Linked DNA regions of Mus musculus: all the other regions are linked to region 1. A link is a contact called in public HiChIP or PLAC-seq and promoter capture Hi-C data. All regions are on one chromosome and are shown on one strand. Each heading gives the region's core, a stretch centred on a gene start, on an enhancer-like site or on the middle of the called end of the contact. The rest is flanking DNA. Distances are from core to core; before and after follow the strand shown. Region 1 holds the start of Vstm2l (V-set and transmembrane domain containing 2-like). Region 2 has its middle 17 kb from the start of Platr27. Region 3 holds the start of Lbp (lipopolysaccharide binding protein). Region 4 has its middle 3.4 kb from the start of Blcap. Region 5 holds the start of D630003M21Rik (RIKEN cDNA D630003M21 gene).

The links. Promoter capture Hi-C pulls out the DNA fragments that hold promoters and counts their contacts. HiChIP or PLAC-seq counts read pairs in DNA pulled down with a chosen protein or histone mark.
Region 2: a promoter capture Hi-C map of stem cell-derived epiblast-like cells shows a contact between it and region 1, with 4 times the contacts expected there. The contact joins the enhancer-like site here to the promoter of Vstm2l in region 1. A contact is called at or near these places in 25 of 39 promoter capture datasets (the 3T3-L1 cell line, 3T3-L1-derived adipocytes, the C10 cell line and 14 more), 4 of 15 datasets of contacts at CTCF or cohesin (embryonic stem cells, large pre-B cells, pro-B cells and 1 more), 27 of 484 Hi-C or Micro-C datasets (the AML12 cell line, B cells, the CH12 cell line and 13 more), 18 of 115 datasets of contacts at active chromatin or transcription factors (the 230-238 cell line, SST interneurons, VIP interneurons and 10 more) and 3 of 9 other capture datasets (embryonic stem cells, macrophages and pancreatic islet).
Region 3: a contact with region 1 is called in a promoter capture Hi-C map of stem cell-derived epiblast-like cells, with 3 times the contacts expected there. The contact joins the promoter of Lbp here to the promoter of Vstm2l in region 1. A contact is called at or near these places in 8 of 39 promoter capture datasets (the 3T3-L1 cell line, the HPC-7 cell line, embryonic stem cells and 4 more).
Region 4: a promoter capture Hi-C map of embryonic stem cells shows a contact between it and region 1. The contact joins the enhancer-like site here to the promoter of Vstm2l in region 1. A contact is called at or near these places in 7 of 39 promoter capture datasets (the 3T3-L1 cell line, the HPC-7 cell line, embryonic stem cells and 2 more) and 1 of 115 datasets of contacts at active chromatin or transcription factors (microglia).
Region 5: a contact with region 1 is called in an H3K4me3 HiChIP or PLAC-seq map of forebrain, with 2.4 times the contacts expected there. The contact joins the promoter of D630003M21Rik here to the promoter of Vstm2l in region 1. A contact is called at or near these places in 5 of 39 promoter capture datasets (the 3T3-L1 cell line, the C10 cell line, HPC-7-derived erythroid cells and 2 more) and 3 of 115 datasets of contacts at active chromatin or transcription factors (embryonic stem cells, forebrain and neural tube).

Annotation. Positions count from the first base shown.
Region 1 is chr2:157,913,373-157,916,072 of GRCm38.p6, forward strand. Vstm2l (V-set and transmembrane domain containing 2-like) reads left to right here and starts at 1,281. Exons shown (of 4, transcript NM_198627.2): 1 at 1,281-1,559. The coding sequence starts at 1,439.
Region 2 is chr2:157,612,858-157,615,704 of GRCm38.p6, forward strand. No RefSeq gene overlaps it. Among named protein-coding and RNA genes, the nearest start is that of Platr27, 17 kb to the left of the region's middle. Within about 2 kb of position 1,329, at least 27 of the 459 cell types and tissues checked have an H3K27ac peak or open chromatin away from gene starts, as enhancers often do. A contact at or near this core is called in the 230-238 cell line and the CH12 cell line, where this site is marked.
Region 3 is chr2:158,305,130-158,307,829 of GRCm38.p6, forward strand. It overlaps Lbp (lipopolysaccharide binding protein), which reads left to right and starts at 1,364. Exons shown (of 15, transcript NM_008489.2): 1 at 1,364-1,664. The coding sequence starts at 1,541.
Region 4 is chr2:157,568,368-157,571,067 of GRCm38.p6, forward strand. No RefSeq gene overlaps it. Among named protein-coding and RNA genes, the nearest start is that of Blcap, 3.4 kb to the left of the region's middle. Within about 2 kb of position 1,309, at least 5 of the 459 cell types and tissues checked have an H3K27ac peak or open chromatin away from gene starts, as enhancers often do. A contact at or near this core is called in embryonic stem cells and liver, where this site is marked.
Region 5 is chr2:158,227,970-158,230,669 of GRCm38.p6, forward strand. D630003M21Rik (RIKEN cDNA D630003M21 gene) reads right to left here and starts at 1,255. Exons shown (of 14, transcript NM_177657.5): 1 at 1,115-1,255. The coding sequence starts at 1,117.

The sequences.
Region 1 (2,700 bases), core at 31-2,530:
AATATCTGAAAGGGGCATAGGGAGACAGAATAAAGACAGCAAGCACGGTGTGTCACTCCGCTTTTTAGATCTCTCAAACTTTAGGTACTGTGAGCCGTGCTGGAAGCTGGATCCCTGCGGTGCTGTGTGTGTGGAGCGGGGATCTGTCCACGGTGCTGAACCCTCGCATCTAATCACCCCCGAGGCGCTGTCCGCGGTTCTTAAAGGATGAAACGAAAAGGGTGCTGTCCGCAATGCTGAAACAATGCCTGCCGGCGAAGGCAGAGGAGAAATGAGGGTAGGAAGAATCCTTCCCGGGGTCCGAAACCTTGCTCCGGATCTTCTCAAGACCTCGGAGAAGGCAGCCTTATGAAATAGGCTTTTCTTTAAAATAACCCCCCAACCCTCTTTTCCTGTCACAAAAGCCTCAGTTAAAGAGTCAAGGAAGGAATCAGAATTGGACTGCCACTCTTGGGAATGAAAGAGTCTTCATGGTTTACACACACAGACACACACACACACACACACACACACACACACACACTCCATCTAGACCTTTCATCTAGGGAGAGCCTTACAGTCCAGAAGGGGGCGATCCAGTTCACTGTGTAGAACCCCAACACCTCTAAGCTAGGAGCCCCACTAACTGCTGAGTCCCAGAGACAGGAACCACAATGATAACTACATTGTGTGGGCGCCACGATGTTCCCCACTTTACCCACCTAACTCCAAAGACCCCCCCCCCCCCAACCCCCGACACACACTGCTTCTGGTGGTGGCGTCTGTCCCCATTTTTCAGACGAAGAACTCGAGGACAGGAGAAACTACGCGTGATCACACGGGGACCCCAAAGCTGCCAGATCTTAAACTAGTTCACCTATGTCTCATCCCGGGTGCGCCCCCCACCCCTATTCACCTGTCCTGCACCTCGCCTGGCCCTGGCCCCAACACTACCCAGCTGGCAAAGTTGAGCGGCCCCTCCAGCGCACGGGTCTGGTGGCAGGTCGGATGTTTATCCCCAACGATCGGATTTCGACTCCCAACACCCTAGTGTTCCGCCCTGCGGGGGGTTAGGTCCCCAGGTGGCCTTCCACCCCCGGGCCTGCCCCACCCCCGCTCCCGCGCGGGAGGCCAGTTGCGAGTACCGCTTTAAAAATCCCAGCCTGGGCAAAACTTTGATGATAAATCAAGCTGCGGATCCCTCCGCCGCCGCCGGCTCAGGGCGGGGAGCGAGGGGGAGGGCGGGTGCGCGGCGGCGCGGAGTGGCCTTCCGCGCAAGCGAAGAGTCCCGCAGTCGGAGGCGGCGGGCTGGGCGTGCGCTCGCTGCCTGCAGCCGGGGCCGGGCCGGGGCCAGCAGGAGAGGGCGGCGGCGGCGCCGGGCAGGGTACGGCGGGCGCGGGCTTTGCGGGCTGCGGAGCCCCGATGTGAGGCGGCGGCGCCCCCGGCCGGAGCGCGCAGCATGGGGGCCCCGCTGGCCGCGGCGCTGGGCGCCCTCCACTACCTGGCACTTTTCCTGCAACTCGGCGGCGCCACGCGACCCGCAGGCCATGCGCCCTGGGACAACCACGTCTCCGGACACGGTGAGTTTGCGCGCAGCCCCCACGGACTTCCCCCCACTGAACCCCACCCCGGTCGCAGCCGCTCCAACTTGGCGGTCGCGGTGCTCGAACCTGCGCCGACTGATGCTATGGCCCAGAGTTCCGGGGCGCCCTCTGCTGGGACTGGGGACCCACCCTGTCTCCTATCGGGGCCAGCTCTGCGAGAAGGGGTTCCCAAGAGCACACTCGCTCTGGCCCCAGCTCGCAGAAGACCCCCTCCACGCGCGTACACACTCACACGGATACACACACCTCTGCGACCATACAGATGTCTCCAACCGCGGACACACTCAGCCACGCTCACTGCATCCCACACTCACAACTCTGCACATCCCCTCTGAGCCTCTCCTCGCTGGTAAATATACTTGTGCCCACTACGCACACGAATCAGACACTGGCTGGTGGCTCACCCTGCCAGCTGGCACTCGGGCACACACGCTTCGCTTCGCCACAACTCTTGCCTGTCTGCCTGCAGACACGGATACACATGCACGCACGCACTTGTGCACACACTTTGCCCACCCACTTCTCTCTGCCCCGATTCCTTTCTCCTTTGTGGGTTTAACGCTGAAACTGCTCCTGCATCCTCTTCATCAGGATCCATCCCTTCCACGGCCGGGAATGGTCCTGAGGGGCGCCAGATGCTGTTGCTTAAGACCTGCTAGCCTGGGTGGCAGCTTCCTTTGCCATCCATGTGGGTGGGTGGCATCCAGGGGTAGGGACAGTCTGGGGATAAGAAGGTAGGGACGGAGAGCTGGGATACACTGGAGTAGTTGAGGTCTATTCTTTCAGCTAGAGGCCAGGAGTAAAGAGGAATGTAGGGTGTTTGTCCCTGGGGGGATCATGAACCCCTTGAATCCTACAGGACACCCCCATCTCGGGGACCCCATCTCAACCTTGCCCCTAGAGGACTGAAATGTTGAACTCCAGCATTGTGGGAGCAAGGAGAAAGCAAGTGCTGCCTGCACGAGTGTCTGAAGCGCCTTTCCTCCCCACAGGAGCCCAAGTTGGCAGCAGAGTTGGGTGGTGTGGGGCAGGCAGCTGTGGAGGCTCCCTGCCCCTGAGCCATGCTGTGTGATGGGGCAGGGGTGGTTGAAACCAGAGGTGACCCTGCTTCCGTCCA
Region 2 (2,847 bases), core at 79-2,578, 300 kb before region 1:
TTGCGACCTGAAGCCAAGGCTCCTCTTCTCACCTCATATTAGCCCATTTCTAGCCATGGCCAAGGCTTGTGACTCATTAATTCCCATCAAGGCTGGGGATGGAGCTAGTGGTGCCTAGCGGAAGGACAATCCCAGCTCAGAGCTGCCTCCTCAAGCCAAAGAGTGGAGTGGGTCCTGCCTGCCTAGGCAGGGACTCTGGACTGCGGCAATGGAGTACTAATGGGATACTTTAGCCCTGGATGAGGGTGAGCCAAACTCATAATTGAAAGCTTTGGGGACCCTGACAGGTCCCCAGCCTGCCTTCAAAATCTGAAGCCACATAGGCTCCTGCCACCAGCATTCACAGATCTCCCATTCTGCAGGATTCCGGGCCACGAAACAGCTTTGCCACCTGCCTGCCACACTTTTGGGTATGCAAATCTTCCCAATGCCCCTTTTAAAGATGTCAATCACTTCAGGAAGGTCTATATTGATGGACAACTAAGATGAGGTCTAACCTGGTTAGGACGCTGAGGAAGTCTGAGTGTCTATTGATTAGAAGAAGACTGTACTGTACTGACTGTACTCTTAGAAGACAGAGGCAGTGCAGAATTCCTAGGGAGAGAGGAAATGAGATCAGGTAAACTGAGGAACCAAGCAGGCCAGAGTAAACACCCTCTTTTTTTTTTTTAGACTTATTTATTATTATAAATTCGTACACTGTAGCTGTCTTCAGACAGCACCAGAAGAAGGTGTCAGATCTCATTATGTCTCCAGCCGGCAAACACCCTCTTAATAAACACCTTAGTCTATGGTGAGGCTTCTGATAGCCGTGAGTGTTAACCTGCAGTTATATGGGATTACTGCTTAACAAACATCTTCACTAACTGTTAACACCAGGAAAACTACTAACTACTTGCCGATCACCTTAGTGGGCAGCCACAAGAGCTCATGCACTGTTCACAGATAACCCTCCACCCACAGCAGCACCTAAGCTGACAGCCCTCAGGCTGGCAGAAGGCAGGGGCCGGGGGCCAGCAGCTGTAAGGAGCCTGAGGAGAAAAGTAGCTTGCCTCATCTATCCTGCCGGGCTGGGTAGCCAGAGTCCCAGCCAGGTCTTCTTCAGCAGCTGTCCTGATCACCCTTCCAGCCCCATGCACCGGACCCTGCCCCACTGGCTGCAATATCTCAGATCAGGACCCCTGATCAGGACCCCTGCGAGGAAGTGCGCGGAAGATGAATTCAGGCAGGATGAGAAATGCATTATGCAGCCCTGCCTGCCCGCCCCTGCCTCCCCCAGGGGCCTCACTTCCTCTTTTGTGTCAGAGATGAAAGTCCAGGGAGCTGAGAGTGACAGGCAGCCCCTCTCTTCCCTCCCTCCTCCGATCTTTCTCCCGTCCCTCCCTCCCCACCCTACGCCCAACCCCGCCCACCTCTGTCTTTGGTTCTCTGTACTACCTGCCTGGCTGAGTCTTCTGACTTCTCTCCTCCTTTACCTTATAGTCCACTCGCTCTCCTTTCTGGGTCCTTCCCCCTTTCAACATCTTCCTTCGCCTTATCTCAATGTGTCCTTTCTCACAATTCTCTTTCCCTTTTTTGTATCTCCCATCATCCTTCATCATCTCAACCCAAGTACCTTTTCCTCCAGGAAGCCCTCCTTGGCCCCCAGCCCAGCTGTCCCCGTGTCCTCTTCCCTCCAGGTGATGTGTCCTTGCTTTGAGTGCTGTTACTTGGTAGAGATGAAGATCAACTGTAGCCTGGGCTCCTGGTTTATAGTAGGTACTTAGGAGATGGTTGCTTTTCTTGCCAACTTGTCCCAGCTCCCAGGCTGCCCCAGCCAGAGGCTCCTCATTCCTAGTCACAATTCCCTGTGATCCAGGCTGGGCTTTGGCTCTCAGCCTCCTCTTCTCACTGAGTGGGGGTCTGGTGCCAGCGTGAGGCTTCAAGTGATGGGTTCCAGGCCAGTAGGCACCCATCAGCCCTTTGTTGAAGAAGTGACAGTGCCAAAGAGAAAGGGACTTGACATTCCAATCCAACAACTGGGCCATAGGCCTTGTGACCCCAGGAAAGTCACGTCATCTTTCTTCAACTGTGGAGTGACAAGGAGCAAGATGGACGATGGATGACTGTGAGCTTTGACTGGTAAAAGGGTTCTTGGTGGCAATGACATCCTATATTTTTCCCTAAGAGATCAAGAGGTCAGTCCACAGCCCCCAGAGAGCCAAGATTGGGGGGCTTGAAGTGCTTGGGCTCCTTAATGAGTGGAATCAAGGGGAAGGAAGTCAGTGCTGTGTTATTGAGCACCTACTATGTCTAGGCACCAGGCAAGGCTCTTGGGCCTGCCAGCAAGGAGAACAAGCTTCTATACCTGGCTTCCCAGAGGGTCCGGCCATAGTGAATGTCCTATTGCTAGCATTGAGCACCTGTGTGCAGGCAGTGGGGACATCAAGGTGGGACAGCCATCAGGACTGCCCTACTGTGTACAGGCATCAGGGATGCCAGAATAGGGCAGCAGCTGTCAGGACCACCCTGGCCAACCCAAGGCATCTTGATTTGCCTTATAGAGAAATTGCTCACCTAGCCCTTCACTAGAGGTCATGCCTGCTGGAAAGTGAAAAGTCAGAGCCCAAATCCTCCTGACTCCTGGGTCCCTATTCCCTGGGGACCTTGGCTCCATTTCCCTTCCCTCTTCCCAAGTCTGTCTTGCTGTCCATATTCTCAATGACCTTGAAGACCATCCAGCAATGTAAGTCCATGGAGGAGAACGGGGGACGGACGGCAAAGTAGCCCGGCCTCATGTCCCCTCCTGGGCCATCTTGCAGAGGCTGCAGAACTCCCTCTCCCAGTCCAGAGGTGGTTCTTATTATC
Region 3 (2,700 bases), core at 114-2,613, 390 kb after region 1:
GCCCTCTGCCTCTTGGAAGCTGGTCCTTGAGAGATGAGAGCTGGCAGGTGAGATTTATTCAGGTTTATTCAAGGGCTGGCAACCTGGATAGTCCAGGGAGCTCTAACCCTCAAAGCTTCAACATGTTCAACACAAAGAGGTTTCACAGGGAGAGAACAGACTAGACTGTGGGCAGGAAGGCTACCCATTTCTCGCAGTTTTCATGGCCCTGGGTGTGAGTCACTTTTATTTTCCTCTTACTTTCTGGCTGTGGAGCGCTTCAGTTTGGCCTCACATGCATGGGTGCTTTGTTCATGCCTTAGTATTATTCCACAGAGCCTCTGCCTCCTGCGTGCATTAGCTTTACATGCTTAGGGCTTTTCCGTGTCAACCCTCGGGGCAGTTCAGGGGAGTTGTGTTAGTTTATACTCAGGAGGAAAGGCTAAAGAGGACAGGCACTGCATGCTCTGGTGTAGTGCGAGGGTCCCTGAGGCTCTCTATTCTGTAAACCTTAGAGTGCTTATCGGGCAACATCTTTATCATAAGCTGCATTTAGAATCCTGGCACTGGGAAAGTAGAAAGGGCTTGAAGAGGATCAAGAGTTCAAGACCAACCTGGGCTACATAGGAAGACCCCCCTCCCCCATCTCAAAAAAAAAAAAAGAGAGAGAGAGAGAGAGAGGAAGGAAGGAAGGAAGAGAGAGAGAGAGAAAGAAAAGAGAAACAGAAGAATTTTCTAGAATGCAGGGAAACGGGGCACACGTGATCCTCACAAAAGGTAAAAGAGAAAGCAGAATTGGAAGGGTGACACGGCCAAGCCCAACTCTCAGAAGACAGGCACCGTCCCTCTCCCCTGCCGCCTTAGCCGGTGCTCACTCCTCTGCCCGGGTCATGCAGCGCAAGGCAGCTGACACATTAGAACTCGGACTGTTATGTACAGCAAGTTCCAGCTAGGGTCATGGGGCATCAGGATGTTCTGAGAGCTTTCGGGTGGTGTTTGGTTTGGCGTGGTGCTGGAAAGATATGCCAAGCTGCTGTTCAGACAGCTATCCCATTGCAAGGTTGGGAGGAGAAGTCCCTATTTAAACAAACAGTTAAAAGAACGGAGAGCAGGGGAAGACAATCCTACTTTTCCTTCCTGCTTTCATGGGCTGGGCTGTGACCCTGAGTGAACCTCAAATTCCTGTCTGTGACACCAGGCCTTCCTAGCAGAGAGTCAAGAAGGTTGGCAGAGGCAATGCAGAACCTCCAGAGAGTGTGGGGTTTCCCCCTTCTCCATGCAGGGGAGAATGGGAGTGGCTTATCCCCTTGGCACCAGGCCTGCCCTCCTAACCTGTGCAGTGATCACAACAATGACCCTCCCCCACCCCCCACCTCCCACCCCTGTGGTGTCGCAAGAGGGTTCCAGTCAGTGGGCCTCTCTTTCCCTGGGCCTCTCTTTCCTGCTCCCAGGAGCCCGCCCTCCCTCAAGAACCGCCCCCTAGCCCTGGGCCTTGACTAGTTAAGAACACCAGAGCCAGCCCACTCTGTCACAGTCCTCACTCCCCCACGGAGCATCCAGGATGAAGGCTGGGACTGGACCTCTGCTCTCTACATTGCTGGGGCTGCTGTTCCTGTCCATACAGGGAACTGGCGGTGTCAACCCCGGTGTGGTGGCCAGGATCACCGACAAGGGCCTGGCCTACGGTAAGAAGCCATAATATAGGCTGGCCAAGGAGGCGGGACACCAGGCACAGCCTGGATGTGAAGGGCATTGTCCCTCTGGTAGGGAGTCTGCTATACGGGTATGTGGCAATAGCTGCCATCTGGCTGGTCACTCTCCAGATATGTGACCTCAGCCCATAGCTTGTATTTTGAGGGCTGGGGGGAAGGTTTGGGGTCCAGCAGCTGAAGCAGGAGGTAAGAGAGATAAGCAGGTAGCAGTGGGCAGATAGGCTGGGAAGAGAAGGCAGACAGCCGAGGTAAACAGCCCCACACAGCAGCTGGAACCAGTTCTTTGGAAGAGTCTTGGTGGAATTTGAAACCATCACCTAAAACCACAAATCCTAAGTGAAGGCAGTTAGAGACTGGGAGGGCCAAGCAAGGCTACGGACGGGGATGGGATGTGCCCCCTTGGCATCTGAGTGGCAGTCATGTGACTTACCAAACATTAAAACTTATTGATCAGTGATTGCTTCAAGGTGAGCACTCCTTAGGTACCTTTATGCATGTCACTCCCAACTTCCCTCCCTCCCTCCTTCCTTCCTTCCTTCCTTCCTTCCTCCCTTCCTTTTTAAATGTTCATGTATTGCTGTCCTGGGAATTGCACATGCTAGGCAGGTACTTCATCACAGAGCTATGGCCGCAGCTGCACCTTCTCTTTTTTGTTTTTGAATTTTGGACAGCAACTCCCTAACTTACCCAGGCTAGCTTTGAACTCACACTATAGGTAAGGCAGGTCTTGAACTTGTGATTCTCCTGCCTCAGCCTCCTAAAGTAGCCTGGGTTCCATTTCTGCAACACCAGGCTTGATCCAACTTGACAAACTAAGAAAAGGTATTTAACAAGCTACTGAGAGTGACACAGAATTATCGTGTCCAAGGGGTGAGGGAGCTGGGATGTTTGTACAGCCCAGACCTATCACTTCGGTAGAGCCTCCATTGCCTAATCTAATGGAGGTCATAACACTGCTTCAGTTGAGTAGGGATAGTGGGATCTAAAACAGGCTATGGACAGAAGGGAA
Region 4 (2,700 bases), core at 59-2,558, 340 kb before region 1:
AAACAACAACAAACAACAACAAAAAACAAAAACAAAAAAAAAAAAAAAAAGGAAATGAGTGGCGGATACATGGAATGGCTTGGTGTCTCAGAGGACCTGGGTTTCTTCCAACACTCTGTTATCCTTCAGTTCATGGGCACAAGATGATCCCAGTTCCAGGTGTCACACCTGAGCGGGGATGGGTTGAGACCACAGCGGGTTGGGCTGTGACCCTCATGTTTAATTGCTTATGAGTCCTTTACCTGTACCTGGTTTTCTGTCATCTAACAACAGAAGAAAACAGAGGGCCAGGGAGCTCTTGTTAAATGAATAGCGGTCTGAGCACTGAATGGGGGCAACTCAAATTACTGCCTGAAAACAGAAGAGCTGTTATCGCACTTACAGGATTTTGATAGGTTATTTCTCTGCCGCCAGTGAAATGAGCCAATTCAAGCCAGATTAGAATATTTTGAAGGCAGGTTTATTGGGAAGCTGCTCTCTGGTGAATTCACTGGCCCTAAGGAACGAGGCCGGAAAAGTCCCCATGGGGAGTGGGAGACAGAAGGGAAGGAGAAAGGGACGGAGGGAAAGAGAGAGCTCGAGGGAGCAAAATGTCTGGATTTCTATAGGGAGGAGCCACTGAGGGAAGAGCAGCCCAGCCCCTGGGCTGGAAAGTTCAGGGTTGGGGGCCAGGAGGGGACTGAGGGATGCTGGGAGAACCTGGAGGCCAGGTCTGTTTTGATATGTAAATTATGTACCCTGGTCCTGGGGTGGTCCCAAACCAGTTTTAGCTCAGTTTTCTAGAGCTGGAGTGTAGAGGAGGTGTGTGGGGAGCCTGTGGATGCTGCACCATAGTATGAGGGACTTGAGCAGCATCCTCATATTTGGGCCTTAGAACCAATCCCCTCTGACACACATATTTTATGCATAAATGTAACAAACCACTAAAGCACTACAGATTAATCTGACATATACAGGATGCGGGTTAGAAAGAGCTGGACCCACACCAGTGCAAAAAGCAGGATCCCATTGTCTAGCTCAAGAGTTGATGATACTGAACAGAGGTGATAGCAATCAAATTAGTGGGTTCAGGGGGTCTGGAGGGGAAGGGACCAAGCAAAGACTTGGCTCAGGTCTCAAGGGAAACATTCGATGGTCCTATAAAAAATTAAAAAAAAAAAAAAAAAAAAAGGAAAAGCATATTTTAAAAGACCCTGCTGGGGAATGTTTTCGGTCATTGTGTATTCAGACACTGATTTCTGAATCCAGAGATCTGGTTGCAATCTGGACTTTGGTGTTGTCATTATTATGAAATAGGAATTGAGACTCAGTATGTTGTAAAACATTGTATCCCAGAATCTTCTGATTGTTTAAAATAAAGGGCTGAGCAGCTTACAGCTGGGCAGGAAAGGAAAAGGTGGTACCTCTGTGCTCAGAGAGAGGGAGCCAGTCTCAGGTGGGGAACCAGGGAGTGGCCGTCACTGGGAAGCCGAAGAAGAAGGAGGTGTTGTCAAGGCAAGGGCAGGTATCAGGCCATGTGGCTGGAAAGCAGTCTGAGAAGTAGTCTAAGGCCAGCTTTGTCGGGTTGGAATAGCTCAGAACCTGCCCGGCTATAGTGTCTGAAGCTTATTAGTAAATATAAGGTATACATGTCAGTATTCAAAACAAGGGTGGGTATAGAAAAGCTCTGTACTTATACAGATCCCAAAACAAGGGTCAGAAAGTGTTCCTAGTACTTCTGTGGCGGTGTGGGCATTGCCAAAGCCCCAGTGGCCAACTTTCTTATGGGAACTGCAGAGCTGGAGGCAGGCATGGCTTCTCACCTCCGCTTGGTTTCTCTGGTTGCTTCCACCCTCAGGCTTGCTCCATTTGGATCCTGGGATTTGGAATGACCCAGAAACCCTTTCTGCCCTAAAATTGGGCTAAGCCAACCTTGACTTCCTGCCAAGGCCTCCGAAATTCTCCCCGTCCACCTGGCAGCCAACCAGGACACCTGCTTTCCTCAACTCGGCACCCCCTCTGAAACTAGTCTTTTCCTTGGGGATCCCTGTCTCCTTTAGACCTTTTTGTCTTCACTGCCAAAGTTTGGTCCTGATCACCACCCACCCTCCCTCCCTCCCTCCCTCCCTCCCTCCCTCCCTCCCTCCCTCCCTCCCTCAGGCCTGTACTGGCCTCTCTGTTTTGACTCCTGTGAAACCCCAAACAGTCCTTGTGATGGCTAGTTTTGCCAACGTAGCCAAGAATCACCTGGAAAAAGTCTCAGTGAGGGACTTACTTAAAGCAGGTTGGCCCATAGGCATGTCTGTGGAAGATGCTCTTGATTGCTTTAATTAATATGGGAAGACCTGGTCTGGAAGTTGGTGGCACCATTCCCTGGCTTTGGAACCTGGACTGTATAGGCAGAGAAAGGTCAGTGAGCACCCAAGCCTGTATGCATTCATTTCTCCCTGCCTATGACTGTGGACTTGGTGTGGCCAGCTGCTTCCAGCTCCTGGCACCTTGACCTTCTCTCCCACCCCATCCCCAGTTATGACACTCTGTAACCTGGCTCTCTCTAAGCTGCTCTCTGTCAGGTTTTTGTTACTGTTTGTTTGTTTGTTTTTTTTTTTTTTTTAATCACAGCAACAGAGATCACAGGTGTCCTTCATACTGCAGCCAGAAGACCCTGTTACTCTCCTCTGGAGGTGGTGTCCCCTCCTCTGTAGTGACCTGTCAAAGTCC
Region 5 (2,700 bases), core at 5-2,504, 310 kb after region 1:
AGTTTGGGAGCCTAGTTTTGTACTGTCTGTGTGCAGAGGTGTCTGTCCATATTTCAGCCCGAGCAAGCAGATACATGAGCCCCGTGTGCTTGTGTTCATTGTGGTTCGGGGATTGGTGTGTGCAGGCACGGAGTGAATGCATTTCTCTGTAGAGTTCTGGGTATGGATCTACACAGGAAGGGAAGCCCACCCAAGCCAGCACAGCAAATCAGAGTCAGGGGGTGAATGCCCTGGCCCATCTCCCAGCTCTGTCCAAATCCCCGGAGATTTGCAAAATTGCTCCAGAGAATCTTCCCCAATCCTGAACCTGTCTGGAGCCCAGCTAAGACTCTGAGCAACAGACTTCACTTTGACTCCTTCTTCCCAGACACAGGCACAAAGGCACACACAACTCTCCTAGAGGTCCCGTTCCCAGGTGCAGTCCAGGAAACCCATGCACAGAAGTAAGCCCTCCGCCTTCTCCCCAGATGCCTCTACACCTCATGCCCATGGGAAGGCCCCGTGCCAAACCACCGTATCTAAAATAGCAAAGGCACCCAAGATTTGGTGAGCAAGTCCCTCGAACCCACTCTCCTGCCCTCAGGGTCCGCCCTTTCTCAGCACTACTGTTCTGTGCTGGGTTGGGGCGGGGGGGGGGGGGGAGGGGGGGGGACACGACGACTTTGATTTCCCTCTCATTCCAGACCCCCTACAGGACACAGCACTGTCAGTCAGCATAAAGTTTAAAGCGCTAAAAAAAAAAAAAAAAAAAAAAAAAAAAAAAAAACAACCAAGTTTTCTGCAAGGCTCAAGGTCCAGAACTCCAGTTCAAATTTGCATACTGGTTTGGAGCGAGATGAAAGCGTGCATCTCTGCAGAGAGGCCCAGGCAGGACGCGAGGCCCAGGGGTGGATCTGAGCCCCACTCTTGCCCTAATTCTGCGGGAGCTGCGCACGCAGTTAAGCAACGACCCACACCAGGAACCGAGGGTCTCTAGGTGCGTGCGTGCGTGCGCGCCGCGTGTGCACACACAGACACACACACACACCCGGGGGCGCGGGGGGGTGGGGTGGGGTGGGGGCGTGCTGGAGAAAACCCAGCAGAGTGAGGTGGTCCAGGCCCAGGAGGGCGTTACCATGGTGATGCTCCTCTGGTCCCCGCGTTGGCAGTCTCTGTCCCGCGAAGCTCTGGCTCTCCTAGCTCTGGAGAGAGTGCGAAGGGCGAGAGGAGTACTCCTAACCCGGCCTCATCCCGAGGGGCAGCCAGACCCGGACAGGGAAGAGGGAGAGGGGACCCAGGCTGAGGAGGCGAAAAGGGGGGGGGGGGAAGAGGCGGGCCACCCCGTGGGGGGGGGGCGGGGCGGCGGCGGGACAGCGGCCCTTTGTGCGACGCCTTGCTCTGCGCCGCCCTGCTGCCGCCGCCGCTGCGGGTGACAGGAGCCCGACGTTGGTCCACTCCGCACCCCCTGCCGAGGCCACCGGAACAGTCTAGGGGTGTCTGGCGCTGCCCAGCGCTCCCTCCAGCGTCCCCACCCAGGACTGCTGGCTTCTTGTTCCTATCTGCAAGTCATTTTGTCTCCTAAGCCTCAGTTTTTCAACTGTAAAATAGGAAGGTGGTGGAGGTGATGCTGGTGAGGATAGCACCCCTTCCTGGAATTGGGGAGTAGATGTCAGCATCAGTCCTGACGGCCCAGTGTCAGGCTTGGGATGGCGGCTAACACACACACAGAGCCTTCAAGAACTTGAAGCTCCCATGGCAGACACCCACATTGCTATGAGGCAGGGTGCCCCAGACACCCACCACGCCTGTGGACTCCCTACCACGGAACCAATCGTGGAAGGAGAGGTGGGCTGTTTGGAAGCCCCTTCCTGAGGTGTTCTGTAGTAGCTTTCCCGTTGGATGACTCTGGAATCGAGCTTTTTATTATCAAATACTGCACTGAGCCAGAACGACACAGACTCCCTGTCCTTGGGGAGCGATGGAAGGGGGTGGGGGTTGTCACCTACGGGGAATGGGAACAAGAACGAGAGGAACAGAAAAAATAACCGTGAGTTAACTGCTGAAAAGGAATGGAGTTGATCAGAAACTCCCGAGAGGGGGCTGGAGAGATTTGGCCACCCTTCTCCAAGACACAGGTTCAATTCCCAGCACCCATATGGCCATTCACAACTACCTGCTAAGGGAATCTAAGGCCCTCTTTAACCTCAGAGGGCACCAGGAACACACATGGTACACAGATACACACTCAGGAAAAATATTATTATTATTATTATTATTATTATTATTATTATTATTATTAGAATGACGAGACCTGAGTGAACAGAGAGGGGCCGCAGGAAATGGAATTCCAGGCAGTGGGAACAGGCCACGGGAGGCCTCCAGGGGGATGGCTTAAAAAGATTGGGACAAGTAAGTGGAGACCGCAGGATGGCATGGTGGTAAAGGCTTCCCTTCTAAGGCTTATCCACAGTCATGTCCCCCTCACCGCACCCTACCCCACCCATTGATTATCTAGTCTCTTCACAAGAACCTGTGCTAGGAGCCATCCCAAATCCTTTTTTACTGAGGGACTAGTAATTCCCAACTAGTAATCTCACTCTGCTGTGGGGCTCCGAGCATTCCTTAGGGATGTTATTTAAACATCAGATAATCCCTCCCTAAGAAGCAGAGAGGGGAGGGGGCTTTTGTTGTTGTTGTTTTGTTTTGTTTGAGAAGGGTCTT